Regions from separate parts of the Mus musculus genome. Here all the other regions are linked to region 4. A link is a contact called in public HiChIP or PLAC-seq, Micro-C and promoter capture Hi-C data. All regions are on one chromosome and are shown on one strand. Each heading gives the region's core, a stretch centred on a gene start, on an enhancer-like site or on the middle of the called end of the contact. The rest is flanking DNA. Distances are from core to core; before and after follow the strand shown. Region 1 overlaps a (nonagouti). Region 2 holds the start of Ahcy (S-adenosylhomocysteine hydrolase). Region 3 holds the start of Edem2 (ER degradation enhancer, mannosidase alpha-like 2). Region 4 holds the start of Pigu (phosphatidylinositol glycan anchor biosynthesis, class U). Region 5 holds the start of Eif6 (eukaryotic translation initiation factor 6). Region 6 holds the start of 2310005A03Rik (RIKEN cDNA 2310005A03 gene).

Evidence for each region. Hi-C and Micro-C count contacts between places; a contact is called where the count stands out from the background. HiChIP or PLAC-seq counts read pairs in DNA pulled down with a chosen protein or histone mark. Capture Hi-C pulls out chosen DNA fragments and counts their contacts.
Region 1: a contact with region 4 is called in a Micro-C map of embryonic stem cells, with 4 times the contacts expected there. The contact joins the enhancer-like site here to the promoter of Pigu in region 4. A contact is called at or near these places in 1 of 15 datasets of contacts at CTCF or cohesin (the NIH/3T3 cell line), 2 of 484 Hi-C or Micro-C datasets (both in embryonic stem cells), 4 of 115 datasets of contacts at active chromatin or transcription factors (bone marrow-derived macrophages, effector CD8 T cells, embryonic stem cells and 1 more) and 1 of 9 other capture datasets (liver).
Region 2: a promoter capture Hi-C map of liver shows a contact between it and region 4, with 2.5 times the contacts expected there. The contact joins the promoter of Ahcy here to the promoter of Pigu in region 4. A contact is called at or near these places in 6 of 39 promoter capture datasets (the C10 cell line, embryonic stem cells, erythroid cells and 3 more), 2 of 15 datasets of contacts at CTCF or cohesin (the NIH/3T3 cell line and large pre-B cells), 8 of 484 Hi-C or Micro-C datasets (B cells, CD4 T cells, LSK cells and 4 more), 15 of 115 datasets of contacts at active chromatin or transcription factors (the 230-238 cell line, the SCID.adh cell line, bone marrow-derived macrophages and 8 more) and 2 of 9 other capture datasets (adipose tissue and liver).
Region 3: a contact with region 4 is called in a promoter capture Hi-C map of adipose tissue. The contact joins the promoter of Edem2 here to the promoter of Pigu in region 4. A contact is called at or near these places in 1 of 39 promoter capture datasets (hippocampal neurons), 1 of 484 Hi-C or Micro-C datasets (CD4 T cells), 1 of 115 datasets of contacts at active chromatin or transcription factors (embryonic stem cells) and 2 of 9 other capture datasets (adipose tissue and pancreatic islet).
Region 5: a promoter capture Hi-C map of liver shows a contact between it and region 4, with 2.2 times the contacts expected there. The contact joins the promoter of Eif6 here to the promoter of Pigu in region 4. A contact is called at or near these places in 1 of 39 promoter capture datasets (hippocampal neurons), 2 of 115 datasets of contacts at active chromatin or transcription factors (memory CD8 T cells and pancreatic cancer cells) and 1 of 9 other capture datasets (liver).
Region 6: a contact with region 4 is called in an H3K4me3 HiChIP or PLAC-seq map of pro-B cells, with 2.5 times the contacts expected there. The contact joins the promoter of 2310005A03Rik here to the promoter of Pigu in region 4. A contact is called at or near these places in 2 of 39 promoter capture datasets (the 3T3-L1 cell line and hematopoietic stem and progenitor cells), 2 of 15 datasets of contacts at CTCF or cohesin (the NIH/3T3 cell line and large pre-B cells), 1 of 484 Hi-C or Micro-C datasets (liver) and 4 of 115 datasets of contacts at active chromatin or transcription factors (the 230-238 cell line, embryonic stem cells and pro-B cells).

What each region holds. Positions count from the first base shown.
Region 1 is chr2:155,049,525-155,052,224 of GRCm38.p6, reverse strand. a (nonagouti) reads right to left here. Exons shown (of 4, transcript NM_015770.3): 4 at 1,213-1,597. The coding sequence ends at 1,427. Among named protein-coding and RNA genes, the nearest start is that of Gm39965, 5.2 kb to the right of the region's middle. Within about 2 kb of position 1,389, at least 406 of the 459 cell types and tissues checked have an H3K27ac peak or open chromatin away from gene starts, as enhancers often do. A contact at or near this core is called in the NIH/3T3 cell line, bone marrow-derived macrophages, effector CD8 T cells and 3 more, where this site is marked.
Region 2 is chr2:155,073,158-155,075,857 of GRCm38.p6, reverse strand. It overlaps Ahcy (S-adenosylhomocysteine hydrolase), which reads left to right and starts at 1,361. Exons shown (of 10, transcript NM_016661.3): 1 at 1,361-1,493. The coding sequence starts at 1,466. Gm39966 (a long non-coding RNA gene) reads left to right here and starts at 1,684. Exons shown (of 2, transcript XR_866885.2): 1 at 1,684-1,908; 2 at 2,152-2,700. Gm45609 (a long non-coding RNA gene) reads right to left here and starts at 1,346. Exons shown (of 3, transcript XR_001783519.2): 1 at 1-1,346.
Region 3 is chr2:155,728,222-155,730,921 of GRCm38.p6, reverse strand. Edem2 (ER degradation enhancer, mannosidase alpha-like 2) reads left to right here and starts at 1,447. Exons shown (of 11, transcript NM_145537.2): 1 at 1,447-1,691; 2 at 1,921-2,031. The coding sequence starts at 1,585.
Region 4 is chr2:155,356,002-155,358,701 of GRCm38.p6, reverse strand. Pigu (phosphatidylinositol glycan anchor biosynthesis, class U) reads left to right here and starts at 1,278. Exons shown (of 12, transcript NM_001004721.1): 1 at 1,278-1,436. The coding sequence starts at 1,307. It overlaps Mir695 (microRNA 695), which reads right to left and starts at 1,885; the gene lies at 1,777-1,885.
Region 5 is chr2:155,825,614-155,828,313 of GRCm38.p6, reverse strand. It overlaps Eif6 (eukaryotic translation initiation factor 6), which reads left to right and starts at 1,389. Exons shown (of 6, transcript NM_010579.2): 1 at 1,389-1,987; 2 at 2,104-2,189. The coding sequence starts at 1,881.
Region 6 is chr2:155,098,665-155,101,364 of GRCm38.p6, reverse strand. It overlaps 2310005A03Rik (RIKEN cDNA 2310005A03 gene), which reads left to right and starts at 1,286. Exons shown (of 3, transcript NR_040634.1): 1 at 1,286-1,337; 2 at 2,130-2,254; 3 at 2,358-2,700. It overlaps Gm45609 (a long non-coding RNA gene), which reads right to left. Exons shown (of 3, transcript XR_001783519.2): 3 at 1,855-2,606.

The DNA of each region.
Region 1 (2,700 bases), core at 140-2,639, 310 kb after region 4:
TACACACACACACACACACACACACACACACACACACACACAAACACACCCCTCTTGCTCCCTCCCCCTCTCTAGTTATCAGTGCTGAGATAAGATAACTTCTCTATGGAATCTTTTTTGGGGGTGGGGGTGGTCAGGCCTTTTTGTTTTCTTTTGGTATTGCTAGTGTAGTAATTTGCAGGGGTAGAGTAGGGGCAACTTAGACTAGGGAAGGAGCTCTGTGCTGCACACTTTCTTCTCAGCCTTTCTTCCTAGCACTATGTGCACAGCTCCATAGCCTCCTCCACAAGTAGACGACATTGTCTATAGCCCTTCCTCTAGTCTCAAAGGGCGTCCATTTGCCCCTCCCTGCTGGTCCTTCCTTACCGAGCCCTGCTTCCCAAACTCTTGACTCCTTCCTGCGAGTGTTCTACCTCGCGCAGTTCTTTCAAAATTACATCACCACACCTCAGCTTCTTACAGACTGAGACTCTGAGGGACTTCAGGAAACAGTCTGGAACATTTTTGGCAATTGGTCCTTAATAATTTCGCTCGATTGCTGCTTTTCAGCCCCATCCCCACTCCCAACCCCCACACTTTCTTACTGGTCAACGGAACTAGGGTGAAGATTGAGGAAGGCTATCTAAAATTTTGTGTCTTTGGGAGTCTAAGCTCAAGATTTTTAGAATTAAAAAAAAAAAGGCTGGGACTACTGCCTGGCGTAAGAAAAACTCTCAGGTCCAAACATCCGTGTGCCCTTGTGACTAAAAGAGGAGTGGGTTTGGGTGGTGACTTTGATTGAGAGCCTCTTAAAAGTTCTGGAATCCTCAACCCAAATCCTTTTGGATTTAGAAAGCCATTGCAAATGCACGGTCCCGCCTCCCCTCGCCCACCCGGCTGAGACTGCTAATGGAATTCTGAACATCTTAAGATTTTTGTGCTCCCGCTTAAGAGAATGGGTGAAAAGACTGGAAGGTGGTTCCCTAATGGCTTCTTTCCCTTAGTTTGGAGGCAGCCTAGACACTGGCAGACTGGAAGGAACTGCCAACATTGTGCCCATCCCTAAGATGCAGCAACAGCAACCACGCGAGCAGCTGTAGGCGCTATGTAGTTTCCCTATGGGCAAGAGTGGCTGGCGCGTGCGCAGACTGCGGGGTATCCGCAAGGACCAGACTCTATAATGGAAAGCGGCCGGAAGCTTTCGGCTTTTAAAAGAAATAGTCACACTTCCTCGGCAGCCTAAAAATATTATTGTATTCTGATTTTAGCTTCCACTAGGTTTCCTAGAAAACCGGTTTTTTGAAAGCGCCCACAAGTCACAACCACTGACCACGCCCACCCACAAGCCCCACCCACAGAGACCCGCCCCTCAGCCTAGAAGCGCGGGACCCTGAAGCCCCGCCCAATCACCCGTTCCCGAAGCTGCGCGCGCAGCGAAGAAGCTGCGTCAGCAGTTGGGGTTGAGTACTCGACAGGTGCAGGCGCTGCCGAAGAAACGGCACTGGCAGGAGGCGCACGGGTCGCAGCAGGCGGGTGCGGGTGGCTTGCAGCTGTCGCGGGTGGCCACGCAGGGCGAAGGTGGCGGGGGCCTTGCCACCTTCTTCATCGAAGCCTTTTTCTGTAGGAGAGACGTTGAGGACTACTGAACGGGCTACGCCATCCTGCGATGCTCATGTACTGTGGAGGTCCAGGACCAGAGACCTCTGCCCCCCTTTTTTTTCATGCACACAGGGCATCCCAGTGGGTCCTTGCCCTCCACCCCAACCTGCACATCGCCTTCATCTTCAAGCTTACCTAGCTCTGACCTGGCCCTTTTCTTAGGCCCCACTTAGCCCCAATTTTAAACAACCTTCCGGTTTGAAGCCTGTCACCATCCGTGTTATCCATTGCCCCTGGGTTAGGCCACTCACTGTCTTCTTTCCCTTAGCCACCCTGTCCTCTAGAGTTAACATCCTCCAGTGGCCAAAGAAGGCCCTTCCTATGACCTCATCGTCCGCTTAAGGGCTCCCAGTGATTTCTCTAGGGAGAAACAAACTTCCTTTTGGCCCTGGAGGACTCCTGTGTTTGGCATCTGTCCTTTGGGCTAGCTACCCCATAGCCTAGAGACATTCTAGCACTGGTAGTCAGGTCCTGTGTGCTGAGGAACCGAGTTTTCTATTTAAGTGTAACGTAAACATATATTTTCCTGTTAAACATAAATACTAGGTCCACATTTAGCGTTGGAATTGATGTGTGCAGTGACAGCTATTTACCAGATTTTAAAGACTGCACAAAAGTAACTTTAAAAAAATTTTTAGATGTTGAAATAGTAATACTTTATACCGAGTTTTAAATATTGTTAGTCTTTTAAGGCAGCTATTAGAAAATACAAAATTATACATTTATGGCTTATACTGTGTTTCTACTGGACATTGCTCTAGATTACTAATTTTTTTTGTTTAATGCTACTTCTCTAGGCTTTCCCCATGCTTTAATTCCTTTACAGTATGTATCATATAAGACTTTAGATTTCTTTATTGATTTACTTGAAGGCTGGTTTCCCCACTCAGACGTAAGCTCCACACAGCTATAATCTCTTGTTTACTGCTGTATTGCCAGCACCTAGCATGTATATGTATTTTGTTCAGTGCTCCCTGCTTTGGTTATAGTTGATCCAATTAATTGAGCCACACTACACAGGAATAGTATGTGCATTTCAACAATGCCTCAATCTGCTATTTA
Region 2 (2,700 bases), core at 112-2,611, 280 kb after region 4:
AGGAGGAGCAGAAAGAACGTAAGAACTGGATGGAGGGGAGGAGGGTTGTGGACCCACACGGCATGGCCGTTGCAATCAGAACTCACAACTGCAGCTATTTGCCCAGGACCTGCACAACACTGGATCCCCAGCAACATTCAGTCATGGATGGGGGAGGTGTCCCGGGACATTGCTAAAATTCCCTCCTAGGAGACAGAAGCAAAATCTACACCTCCTCCCAAATAAACTGAGGTATGATTCTGCGGAAGATCCTTCTGGGGGAACCGGTGAGGTCAGTGAGCTTCCTGACAACGCATACACAGGTCAGGGGGTACTTACCAGATAGGGGTATGAATGATGCTTTTCCCCAAAGACCACAGCTGGAGACCACACCTCAACCAGCAGGGATGAGGGCCTCGCCAGTAGACGGGTAGCTGGAACCTACTTCCCTGACTACATACTCTAGTCCTTCCCTGAGGTCATGTTCAGTTTAGGCAGAATTGCATATAACAGGAGGTAGGGTGCAGCTGGACACCCAGGAGAAGGTCTTGTGACCCTCCTTGTTACTCCATGAGGAGACAGATAAGTCCAACGGAGGCCAACTTTTTACAAAGGGGCCAACTGAACTCCCCAGAGATGGTATATGCACACAACATGGGGCCTGGTTTCCTTCCTGAAAGCTAGCCGCTGAGAGCCGCTGAGAGAGAAGTCATACTCTTCAGGTGTATAGTCATTGGTGAGTTATCTATGCTCCTGCGGATAGCTCCGCAGTCATTTCCATGTGAGCAGCCTGTGAATCACCAAGAAAGACTACCGAATGAGAAGGTGTTGAGGAGGGGGTGGGGGCGAGCAAGGAAAGGCAAACAGAGGGAGGAGAGAGTGACACAATTGCAACCGGTGATTTTTCTTTCTTTGTTTTTGAGATAGGGCCTCACTCTGTAGCCTCGGTTGGCCTGGAACTAATTAGCGATAGAGCAGACTGGCCTCGAATTTGTGACAAATCTCCTGGCTCTGGCTCCAGAGCGGGAGATTTCAGACACTGTCTCCAGAGTGGGGATTCACAGGCACATACCACTAGGCCCAGCTCTTTACTTTGATCTTGCAAGAGTTTTACAATTGAAGCAGTTAAGGCTCAGGTTAGTAAATTGGCTAGAGTCTAAGAATTCTGCCTTGTTTTGACCTCTGATTCACTGGCTGGACGGATGGGAGAAGAACCGCCTCTCTCCACGCTCCCTCCTAGTCGAGTGCCAGGGGTCCAAAGGCCACAGTGCACAAAATTTATGATTTTTGAGGCAGAGATCAGCCTTGCTCCCGCTCCGCTCAACGCCTCGAGCTAGGCTCCGCCCCTAAGTTTCAGCCCCCAGCAGGTTCATGAATATTCAAATAAGAAGATATTTAAAGACGCCGGCGCCAGGCGTAGATCCCTGCCCCGCGCCGCCCGGCCCCCTTCACTGAGTTCATCAGTCCTAGCGGAAGCGCCGCCAGCATGTCTGATAAACTGCCCTACAAAGTCGGTGAGTCCCAAGGGTTCAGTCCTCCGTGGCGACTCGGCTCCCGTCCTGGGTTTGTTGTCAGTACCGACCTGCGTCTTGTTTAGGTGGCGGCTTCGGGGCGCCCCGGGACCCCTAGAATCGCTGGCCTGGCCGCGCAGGTGCCCGGGGATTGGAGTCCACACGCCGCCGAGAGCCAGGAGTGGGAAACGGCCGCGGACTACAAGTCCCGGCGTGCCCCGCGGTAGGCGCCCAGAGCGGCAGCGCGGGCTGTGATCTTTGGTCGGGCAGCGTGCTCCTGTCGGAGAGACTGGCCATTGGGAAGCGGCCCTAGAGGCCCAGACCCTGGCCCTGGCGTTTGGCGGCTTGGGTGGCCCCTAGCAAGGGCCCACCGTCTTCTGGGCCTTGAGCAGGGCCGGAGAGAGCATCAGTGTTCTAGGTGCTAATGAGGAGAGGCCTGGAAACGGCTAGTCTCGGTGCAACGGGAACTTAGGGTCCCATCTGCTCAATCTCTGGGATATCTAGTGGATGTCTAGAAAATTTGGAGTGGTTAGAAATTACTGTTCGTTTTGTCCCGATTATAGAAAGCTGTCTGAGTAAACACACCTTAACTTGAGCGTTTACAGTGGGATGGGCACTGCCTTATAGCATTATTCTAGACTAACCCGTCTTATTATTGTAGCTCTCCATGGAAGGAACGGTTTTATGTTTACAATGAATATCCAGAGGTATAAAGGGCATTTTCCCAGAATCTTGTAACTGGAAAGCAGCTGGTTAGAATTTGGACTCAGGACATCATGACCTCTAAGCTCATCTCTTCCACTGCTGTCTGTATACAAGGCAATACACTTGAAACAACCCTAATGGAATTTCAACACAATCCAATTCAAACTGTGCCTAGTGACACAAGCTTGTAATCCCAGCCCTGCTATCACTACTGAGGCCAAGGAATCGATCAGCTCATTTCAGAGGTCAGCCTGGGCATACAGTGAATTCCAGACCAACCTGGACAAGATGGGGAGACCCTATCAAAACAAAACTACAAACCAAACAAACAGAAAAACAAAGCAATTCAGGCTGGTTAGCTTTTAAAATAATTTCAATACTCTATTAAATTGGAAAGGGTCCTCAAAGGGAGATGAATGCTATCCCATTACACAGGAACCTAGGGAAGTGGCTTTGCAAATTCTTATTAAGATAGTTAATCAGCCAGCAGGGCAGTTTATTGTCT
Region 3 (2,700 bases), core at 198-2,697, 370 kb before region 4:
ATTCTAGACCCAGAGGACTCTACACCCTTTTCTGGCCTCAGAGGTGACCTGGCATGCACAAAATTATGTACAAAATCCTCATGTACATAAATAAATAATATTATTGTGTGCTCCAAACTTGCTTATAACTCTTCACCTATGCTTATGTAAGCAGCCCTAATTAAACCTAATCTACCCCAATCACAACCACAAAAAATGACAGTAGGAGGGGTTTGGGAGGAAAAAGGAGGAGAGAAGAATGGTGAAGGTAATGGGGGAGGGGCGGTGACCAGAACATATTCATACATATATGAAATTGTCAAAGAACAAGAATTAACAAACAAACAAACAAACAAACAAACAACTGGGCCAAAGAAGGCAGAGTCTGCCTGCACTTTGCTCAATAAATGGAGCAGCCATTTCCCTCTGAATTTTTCAGCAAAGAAGAGTTGGGCAATGCTAGAATTAAAGAAAAGTTCAAATTAAAAGGATCTCAAATATCAGTTTAGACAAACCCTTTCATAAATGTGGGTGCTGTGCCTGGAGGATGAGAGGGACTCCTTTAAGGTTATATAGGTTATGTGTGAATGGTAGAGTCGTAATGAACCCCAATCGAACTTCAAATCTAGGGTTGTCTACAGCTCATTCCACTGACCAAAGAGAAGGGGGTTGCTGTAGATAGCGCACTAACAGAGTCTAGGACCTAGCAAGAGAGTGGGGAAACTGGCCCAGATGTTCTTTTTATTTTGTTTTATTTTGTTTTTTCGAGACAGGGTTTCTCTGTGTAGTCCTGGCTGTCCTGGAACTGACTTTGTAGACCAGGCTGACCTCGAACTCAGAAATGTGCCTGCCTCTGCCTCCCAAGTGCTGGGATTAAAGGCGTGCACCACCACCGCCCGGCCGGCCCAGATGTTCTTAAAGGAAGAATGCTGGGTCTTCATTCTCACCAGGGATGGCAGCCACTGAGATGGTCCAGGTAAAGTCCTGGGTTGATTTAGAGACTGAAGGGACCGTGATTTCATGGCACCCTAAAGTGAAAGACCGTCATAAATGTATGAATTCCTAGAACAAAAGGGATTTCTGGAAACCTTAAGGCTTTGGGAAAATAATTCTAGAGTTTACTTACACAATGGTTTGTCAAACCCTGTGTCTATTATAGTCAAAGCCGAACATTTTTCATCCATATTTACATAGGCATCTGCTCAAATCTTGAGTACCTGCTAGCCCCTCCTTTAAAAGGTATTTGGAAAAAAAACAAAAATTAACTAGATGGCGCCTGTAAAGTGCTCCTAACACTTTAATTCACCGAAGGTGCTCAACAAACAGAAACTGGGATTGTGAAAACATTATTAACAGCAGCCACAGCAACCACTGTCTTTAAGACACGTTGAACTCCTCTCTGTAGACCAGAAATCCCGAGATGCTCTTTTGCCAGGGCTCCACCGCCCATTGCATCCTGGGCTTTGTAGTCAGGAAGTGAGAGGCTTCTTGCCCAACGCGCAGGCGTCGTGGTGCGTATCCCCGGAAGAACCAGCCGCGGCTCGGAGGATGAGCTGGTGGCGGTGGCTGCAGCTGCTGCGGCGGCACTGACAGGACACGAGCTCTATGCCTTTCCGGCTACTCATCCCGCTCGGCCTCGTGTGCGTGCTGCTACCCCTGCACCATGGTGCGCCAGGCCCCGACGGCACCGCGCCCGACCCCGCCCACTACAGGTGAAGGGGGCCAGGCTCCCGCTCTCTACGGCTGGGGAGTGGCAAGCGCCCACCGGGTCCCTTCCCTTCCCTCCACCCCAGGACCCCCACCCTGACGTGCTCTGGTCCCGCTGCTGGGCCCTCGGCAGAAATCATTTTGTGGTTCCCATTCTCCGTCCTGTGTCTGGTCCTTTCTCCCGCCTGGTTTTGTGTTCTGGCCCCCTACCTTATTTCTCATCCCTCGAACCAGGGAGCGAGTCAAGGCCATGTTCTACCACGCCTACGACAGTTACCTGGAAAATGCCTTTCCCTACGATGAGCTGAGACCTCTCACCTGTGATGGGCACGACACCTGGGGCAGGTAGAGCCAGCTTGAGGGCCAAGGGGGTTGGCCGGGATCATAGGAGGGCTGGTGGCTTCATGGTCTCACTGATTGTGGAAAGTTTCCGACCTGGGCTGATTCAACCCCGTCCCCTCAGTCCAAACCAGCGCTGTCAGAACTACACAGCTTTTCACAGTACAAAAAAGTCTTGGCTTAACTTGGCAGGCTAGCCCTCTGGACTCACCTCAGCCGAACAGGCAACCACGTATGAGGACTTGGGGACATTTCTGGAGTCACAAAATATTTTGAAAAAACTCCCGGGAGTCAGGAAACTCAACTCCTTCATTTTATAGGTGGGCGCACAGGCCCAGGAGGAACGTTATTCTCCCCACAGTTAAGACCCTTTGTAGTTGGTGTACTCTTTATGACTGAAAAATATTTCCCGTCTAGCTTCATACCAACTCCTCTCACCGCCATACATACAAGTCACCTGATTCATTTTCGTTTAGTAATTCTGTGTTACCATATCATCTTTTCATTTTCACTGGAATAAAGAACCCAGTCGAGCAAAGAATCATTGCATTAGCCAAAACTGACACTAGGGCTGTAATCCTGAGTTGGTTTTTGTTTTGTTTTGTTTTGCTTCGTTTTTATAGAATGATTTATTGATTTAGTGCGCACTGGCTGTTTGCCTGTATCTATAACCAT
Region 4 (2,700 bases), core at 29-2,528:
AGGCATCCTGCCGTTCTCATCTAAAATGTCACCCTGTTCTGTCACCAGCATTCCTCCCTTCCCCATGGATATTCTCAATTATGCATTTTATTTTATTTTATTTTATTTTTCTAAAAATATAGTTTTTCCTTTTTAACTGGGGTACAGTATGATAACCCAATACAGTATACAAGTAATCATAGGGTAACTGACATATGACTTCAAACATTACTGTGCTAGGAAAAATCAAAAACCTCTACTCCCTATTTTGAAGTATTCAATACTTTTTGTTAACCATGGTCATACAATCGATGCACTGTTCCATTTTCTTCATGGATATAAAAATTTCTTGCATAATTAATTATTATAGCTAATTTTAAAGCACCCATGTAGCACTTTTCATACATAACGACTGTTGGCGCTTATCAACGGGCTCTGTTGGCGCTTATCAACGGGCTCTCCAAACCCCTGACTTGTTATGTTTGCTTATCTCTGAGCTGTACACACTCCCACCTGGAGGGATTTCAAGCTACCAACCTGAACTGAGAAAAGCAAAACTGCATCCTACACAGAATTTGCTGCAGTACATGTCCTGGTTATTATTCTCAACTTCACACAATCTAAGGTCATTTTGGAAGAGGAAACCTCAGTTGAAAAATTGCCTTCCATCAGATTGGTCTGTGAGAAATTGTCTTGATTTTGAAAAATTGATTGATGTGAGAGGGCCCAGTTCATTGTCGGAGGAGGAAGCATCCCTGGGCAGGTGTGCTGGTGTTGTGCATGAAAGCTGTTTGAGCATGAGCAGAAGAGAAAGTCTATAAAAGCAGGGTTCTTCCGCGGTTTTAGCCTCAAGCTCCTGCCTTGAGTTCCTGCTCTGACTCCCTCGGTTAAATAACTTGCTGAAGGTCGCAAAGCTAATAATTAACCACTCCAAAGTGTTTCCTCGCCACACAATATAGTGCCTTGAGGATGGTTGGCGCTCAGTAAATACGAGTGTCGCACTTTTTAAAAATATAAAGGTAAACATTTTAACATTAAAATATTCACACGAGTGAAATTATTTCTTTAAATTTTGCTCACGATCTCAGTAAAATAGGTACAATATTTCTTCACTTCTCTTGCTTGATCAGAGGCGTAGTCCAAACCTTTGCAAAAAGTTTGACACATCCCACTTTCCGTCGACTCGCCGCAGGGCTTTCTGGGAATGGTAGTCCTAAAGTCTGTGTGCTCCAGCAACAGCCACGGCACTCGTTCCACGGAGGTACTACAGTGTGGCGCGCAAGTCTTGAGGCTCTTCCGCATTGCCTGCGCGCCCGCCTCAGTTATCATGGCGGCTCCCTTGGCCCTGGTGCTTGTGGTGGCCGTGACCGTGAGGGCGGCCTTGTTTCGCTCCAGTTTGGCCGAGTTCATTTCCGAGAGGGTGGAGGTGGTGTCCCCACTGAGCTCTTGGAAGAGAGGTGAGGCCACTGACTAGAGTAGGGCGGTCGGCGCTCTGCCAGCCTGTGAATTGAATTGGAGGTGGAGGAGGTGGACACAAGCGCACGGTTCTGTGGAGACTGACCCGCGTCTGGGGGTTCTTTTCGAGCTGAGGGCGGAGCTTTGGTGTGGAGGATGGGGTGTGGAGGAGATGTGGAGTGTGAGCCCCACTACCCTAGGGATGGGTATCCGAGGGGGCGTGTCCCAGTATCCCGAGTCAGGCGGCGGGATCCGCGGAAGGATGGATATCCGAGGGTGATGTGTGCATTGGGACTTGTGAAGTGTTAGCTTTTGACAGTGAGATTGCTGGGGGTGTTCCACCGAGTAGCAGATAGCCGAGCCGGTGACCAGGACCAAGGTAACCAGTGCCTTTGTAAGAAAGGCAGCTGTGTACTTCAGTCACCTATGCCCAATCTAGGATTCCTCGTGAAGTTTTTCTTAGTTTGCTTTTTAAATATATGTATGTATGTGTGTGTGTGTGTGTGTGTGTGTGTGTATTAAACCCTATTGCATACTATCGCCTCCAAGAAGACAGAGATTGAGCTGAAGGAGCCACAGGACAGTAGAGGAGACGAACAAGTTTCTATAGTCACTTCCTTAGTGTCTGACCCTGAGTAAACTGCCTTCCCTTTTCCGGAATGAATGAATGAAGGACCAGGTTTGGGAAAAGATTAGAAAAAAGAGGACTTTAAGGTTGCAAAGGATCAAGAAATACCCGAGGTTGTGAAATATTCAGAGCAGAAAAAGATGTGGGTTAGGTTGGGGCTACAGTTTGATTTATTTATTTATTTATTTATTTATTTATTGTCATTATTACTTGTGTGTGTATGGGCGGGGGTTGTGTGTGCTTGTGGTGTGTGTTCAGAAGCCAAAGGAGGATGTCTGGTGTCTTTCTGTATTACTCTACCCTTTATTTCCTAAGATGGGGTCTACTTGAACTTGAAGCTATTTCAATTGGGCTGTATGCCCCCACCCCCGGGGGTTTCTGCCGGTCTCCACTCCTACAATCCTCCCAATGCTGGAGTTACAGGCATCTCAGGCAATGGTTATTTTGGGTCTTTTGACAGGGGTGCTGGGAATTTAGATTCAGATCTTCATGTTTGCACATTGAGTGCTCTTATCCCCTGAACCATCTGTCTAGATCAAGTTTAAGTCTTTAAACAAAACAGAACCTACATACATATATACATACATACATACATACATATATACACACATACATATATACACACATACATATATGCA
Region 5 (2,700 bases), core at 140-2,639, 470 kb before region 4:
CTGTGTTTCTATGTACATAAAACATGGACACTACAAGGATGTTTCAGATGCCCGTACAGTACACAGAGAACAATGACTAGGTACACCCATAGATGCATAGAGCGAGTATACAGAGCTCTCTGATTAACTCAAAAATAAAACTTCTGTTGCAGGTACATAATCAATATGGTCTGCCTAAATGAATGGCCACAGAAAATTCAAGCTTCTAGTACACACTGCAGAGCCCCCCTGAGACTCAGAAACTATAAATACACATATGACTCTTCATCCTAACTCTGCACCAAGCTGTGCTCACAACCTCACCCTGAACATTCCCTAGAGCCGAAAGGCTACTTAGATGCAGATTCTGAGGGCTGAAGCTTAAAAGCACAAACCTCAGAGAACAAGACAGATGTATTAGATGAAAACTGTATTAGGGACAGAGGGTCATGGAGATAGTAGAGCGATCGACAAAGCTTATCAGAGAGAGGCTGACTTGGAGGCTGGTCTTGAAGGACAGGGGGAGAGCCAGGTGGAGGAGAGTTAAGAGTTCTTGGTAGAGTAAGCCAGAGAGTGGTGTGGGGCTCAATGAGCGGATCTGGGGTGAGCTGGGGGAGATAAGCAGAGCACGTAGTTGAACACTTAGACACAAACACACAGACCACCTTGCTGAATGTCTCTGGAAGCTCGGGCTGCAGCTGGTCATGGGTCTTTCTCCTGAACTTAGCACCTGCAGGAGACTGTGCATGGTACTAATCAATAAAGGCAATTGTGGCTAGACCCCGTAGCAATCTGATGTGTTCTCGGTTATGGGACTGTATGATGGGGCTGGGGAAAGGGCGCCGCGCCATTTATGCCCCTTTCAGATCAGATCTTCTTGGAGAAGAATGAATGGCATAAGACAGTCTGCGGTAAGTGATTCTCTGCTCCTTTTACCTTCCACTGTGGCATTCTGAGACACCCTGGGGACTTTTGTATATTCTACACTAGTTGAGACAAGTTTATTCTATGAAAATGGGCCATACCACTATCCCCAGGGCTGCTGATGGGGTGATAAACTGCGTGATAAACACATCAAGGAAGCAAGTCAGCTCTCAGATCTTTGCTTACCCTAGAACCCTTTCTCCTCCAATCTCTCCGTAACACATTTCCCCGTCTCCATTGTCTTCTTCAGCCTATGGTTCTTATGCCTCCTCCAACCACTTTATCCTGGTCTCTTGGTTGATCTCTATGCCAAATTTCAATCTTCAACCCTTGACCCTTGCCACTGGTCCAGATTCCCACTTCCGTCCGCGTGGCCGGGGTGTGATTATCCTCTTTCTCAAATCCGCCCTTTTCCCGTCCTTACTCGGTAAATAAAGCCCTCCAATCAATCCAGCTCCAACCAGACAACACCGGTTCCTCATTTCCTCATCTTTTCATTTGCCCAGCCTCAGGTTTGATTGATTATTCCTTCTAAAAAGACCCACTAGGAGGTGAAGCCAAAAACCTAAAGCAAGAAAACGTGCAGGAGGCGGGGTCGGGCGGAGTCACCTAGTAACCATCGAGTCCTCCCAAAGGGTGGGGCTAGAGTGACCAGCAGCTCCGCCCGGCTCCTGCGCGCTCCCGGAAGCGGGCCTGGGAGGAGGCGGAAACGGAAAGCTAGTTACGGGAGAAGTTGTTGCAGCGTGTAGACATTGGAGTCGCTTGGTGAGCTGTTGGGACTCTGGGCGGCAAAAGTCAGTTCCGGGTCGCAGGGCGAGAGGACTTGGGGCAGGAGAGCCAGGAGGGATCCGTCCGCACGCCCGGGCATCTGAGGGGCCCGAGAGGGCGGGGTTTGAGGAGGCGAGGCTGGTTGACCCGGCTCCGGAGTGGATCTGTCGGCCCAGAACCCGCAGTCGTGCTGCCCCCCAGCCTCTCTCATGGCGGTCAGAGCGTCGTTCGAGAACAACTGTGAGGTCGGTTGTTTTGCCAAACTCACAAACGCCTACTGCCTGGTGGCCATCGGAGGCTCAGAGAACTTCTATAGGTGAGGCGAGAGCTTCTGGTCCCGAGCCGCCGGGGCGGGAAGGGAAGGGAGGCGGAGAGCGAGAGGTCTGAAAAGAGCGACCCACCCCAGTAAGCAGCGAATCCGTGTTTCTACAGTGTGTTCGAGGGTGAGCTCTCCGATGCCATTCCCGTGGTGCACGCATCCATCGCCGGCTGCCGAATCATCGGGCGCATGTGTGTGGGTAAGGCGGGTGGAAGACGCCGAGGGACACAGCGAAGCACTCTGAGTCATTAGTTTCCTGGAGCTTACCCCCAGTGATCGGGGGATTCCCAGGCTTTCGGGCCCAGTGGACTTTGGAATCTGACGGGTGTGTGGGACTCGAACTGCAGATCAAGAACACTGTCTCTCAGACTTGAGAGTAGCCGGAGCGAAATACCATTAAGTGCTGGCTATCATTCTTGGTCTCGTTTTTCCTTCACAGGGATACTGGAAAGCATGGGTTGTCGCTCGGAACTATGTGACTTACAGAGTCCCACACCTAAGGGCGGAGGAGAGGATTTGCATCTCTCTCCTGCCTCTGAATATGAACAAGTTGCTTCTTGTTTTTGAGCATCAGTTTCTCCCTCAGGAAATAACTAAGGTCCCAGGTCACCCTGTTCAGCTGCATTTAATTCTTACAATTTCTTTTTTTGTTTGTTTTTTTTTTGTTTTTTTCGAGACAGGGTTTCTCTGTATGGCCCTGGCTGTCCTGG
Region 6 (2,700 bases), core at 37-2,536, 260 kb after region 4:
CTCCCAAGTGCTAGGATTAAAGGTGTGTGCCACCACCACCCGGCGTCTCTGTACTTGTAACACATGGTCTGAATGCCTCTTCTGATGTTGATGCTATTCTGAAAGTGTTGGGAGGTTGTCAGGAGGTTAATCATATCAGGAAACTAAAGCCAGCATTGTGGGAGTGGGTTGATCATCAGAAGCAAGAGCAAGACCAGCCCCCACCAACAGCCCCAGCATACACACACACACACACACACCCTGTTCCTTTTTTTCCATGCATCTGAGTCATGATGCAGCAAGAAGGCCCTCAGCAGAGAGCTCAAGGACTTTGAGCCAATTAAACTTCTTTATACGTGTTATAGCAGCAGAAAATGGACTCAGCCCCTAGCTGTGTGGCTCTTTCCTTGAGCAGCTTGACATGGGAGCTGACTCTCCCCATAGCCAGTGGCTCAAGAGAGCAAGATAGAACTTCTCATGGCTTCTCTGACCTGAGGTTGGGCTCTCACTTCTGCAATCCTTCAGTGGTTACAGAGGCCAGTCGCATTCGTGAGAAGGAACTGCCTACAACAGGGAATAGATACCCTGTGGGAGGAACCCCCCCCCTCCCCCCTCCTCCCCCCTTCCCCAGAAAACTGTCCACGTAAGGGCATAGACACCCTGAGGTAAAGATCACTGAGGGCCATCTCGGAGCCACCAAAGCAATAAACTAATTTATCCAAGGTCACGCCCATAGGAAGTGTTATCCCTGAGCTTTGTGAGTTTGTGTGCAAGTATGTGTGATATGTGAATGCACACACGTCTGGGGATGTGCCTGCTCACACTGGTGTAAGTTGAAGTCACGGCTTGACAATGGGTGTCTTCCTTATTGCTTCCACACCTGATTTTTTGAGACAAGGTCTCTCATTGAAACTGCAGCTGAATGGTTTGACTAGATTGACCTGCTAGAAAGCCCCACCCACAGGATCACCTCTATCTACTCACTCCCACACTGGGACTACAGAAGCTTACTGCCACACCTGGATGTTATGGGTTCTGGAGATTTGAACTCTGGAACGTGTGCTTGTATAGCAAGTATTTTATCTATGGGCTATTTTTCCAGACTCTAGAGGCAGGCTTTGAACTCTGGCAATTACTGCATTACAGACTTGACAGTCAGACAGGCAAGAGTCTGTCCTGGAGACACGCATGCTTCAGATTCCAGGGGTCAGGTGACCAGACACTATCTTATGTGTCAGATGGACACTCGTCAGAGATGTGGACTTGAGTGTGCTCATAAAAGGCTATGCACACATCGCTTCTCGGTGTGGACTCGGCGTGTCAAAGGGAACCCGGATTTTAGCTCCAGCTCTGTGGTTGTTAGTAATATGGGACCTCAGACAGCTTTCGGCCCCTTAGGGATCCTTTGTTTTCTCCCCCATGTGCCAGAATAGTTCAATTCCATGGACTCTGAGGTCCTCTAGCAGGGAGACTGGGGGATTTCATGCATAGAGCTGTTCATGGGGAATGCTCAGGGGGTTCCCTTCCTACATTCCCTGACTCTCTTGAGCCACCCTTTCCAAAGTGCTTTAAGAATTGTCTCTGATTGATGGATACTTAAGTTGTCTTCAAGTGAAGTGGACCCTTCAGGTGTGAGGGGCACCCTTCTTAACACGCACCAGATCAGGCCAGGCGGCTCAGCCCAGCTTCACCCGCAGCTGGCTGGTACCATTGTTTCCCCATAAAGCCGGGCTACTTTCCAATTGCTGATGCCCTCTGGCCAGGGGTGAGGCTCAAAGGACTTAGTTGTGTAGCTTCCTCCCTCCCCTAGGGCAGGCCTGGGTCACCCAACAGGCTGACTCAGCCCCTGCAGAGGAACAAAGACGATAGAGATGGTTAATGGAAAGAATTTGACATTTACTACCGCCCGAAAGAAACTTCAAATAATTACCATGAGGACTATCCCCACACTTATTCTGCAGTCCACTGACATCTTACAAACGTTGGGATGTAGGCACTGTTCTCAATTCCAGTACTTAGGGACCCATATTATTATTTTAAAAGATTTGTTTTTCACATGTGTGTGTGTGTGTTGATGTGGGTGCACTCACTCATGCATGTGTGTGGAGGCCAGAGGTCAAAGTTCAGCGTCATCCTCTGTCCTTCTCCAGCTTATTTTTGGGGAGAAATTGCTCACTGAACCTAGCATGAGATTGGCTGGCAGCTGATTCCCCGGGGATGTGCCCGTCGTTATGCAACTGTGCTGGCATTATTGATGATCATACCATGCTTTGTTGTAAGTACCAGCCCGGGTCCTCAGGCTGACACAGCGAGCGCTTTACCTACTGTGCCACCGCCCCAACCCTAAAAATCCTTTACTTTACAAAGTTTCTCCTCAGTATTAAACCCTGTAGGAATTATGAAGAGGAGGCTCCACCCACTTCTAAGATGATGAAAAGACAGAGCAAAAAGAAGTGCAATTCCATCTCTGCCCAACTGGTGGTACAGTACTCTCCATGCATGTAACTCCTTCAGTCCTTGCCACCATTTCTCAGACCACTGCCAGGAAATCTTCCCCTCACAGATGAAAAAATGTCCATGAGGTGATGCAGTCTGTCCAGGATCACACAGCCAGTCGGTGTCAGAGTCTGTGGAGAAAAAGTGAAATTCCTCTTTTGGTCCCTTTTCCAATCCTTGCTGCAGAGTAACCTGCTCGTACCCGCACATCACACATTGTGCAGG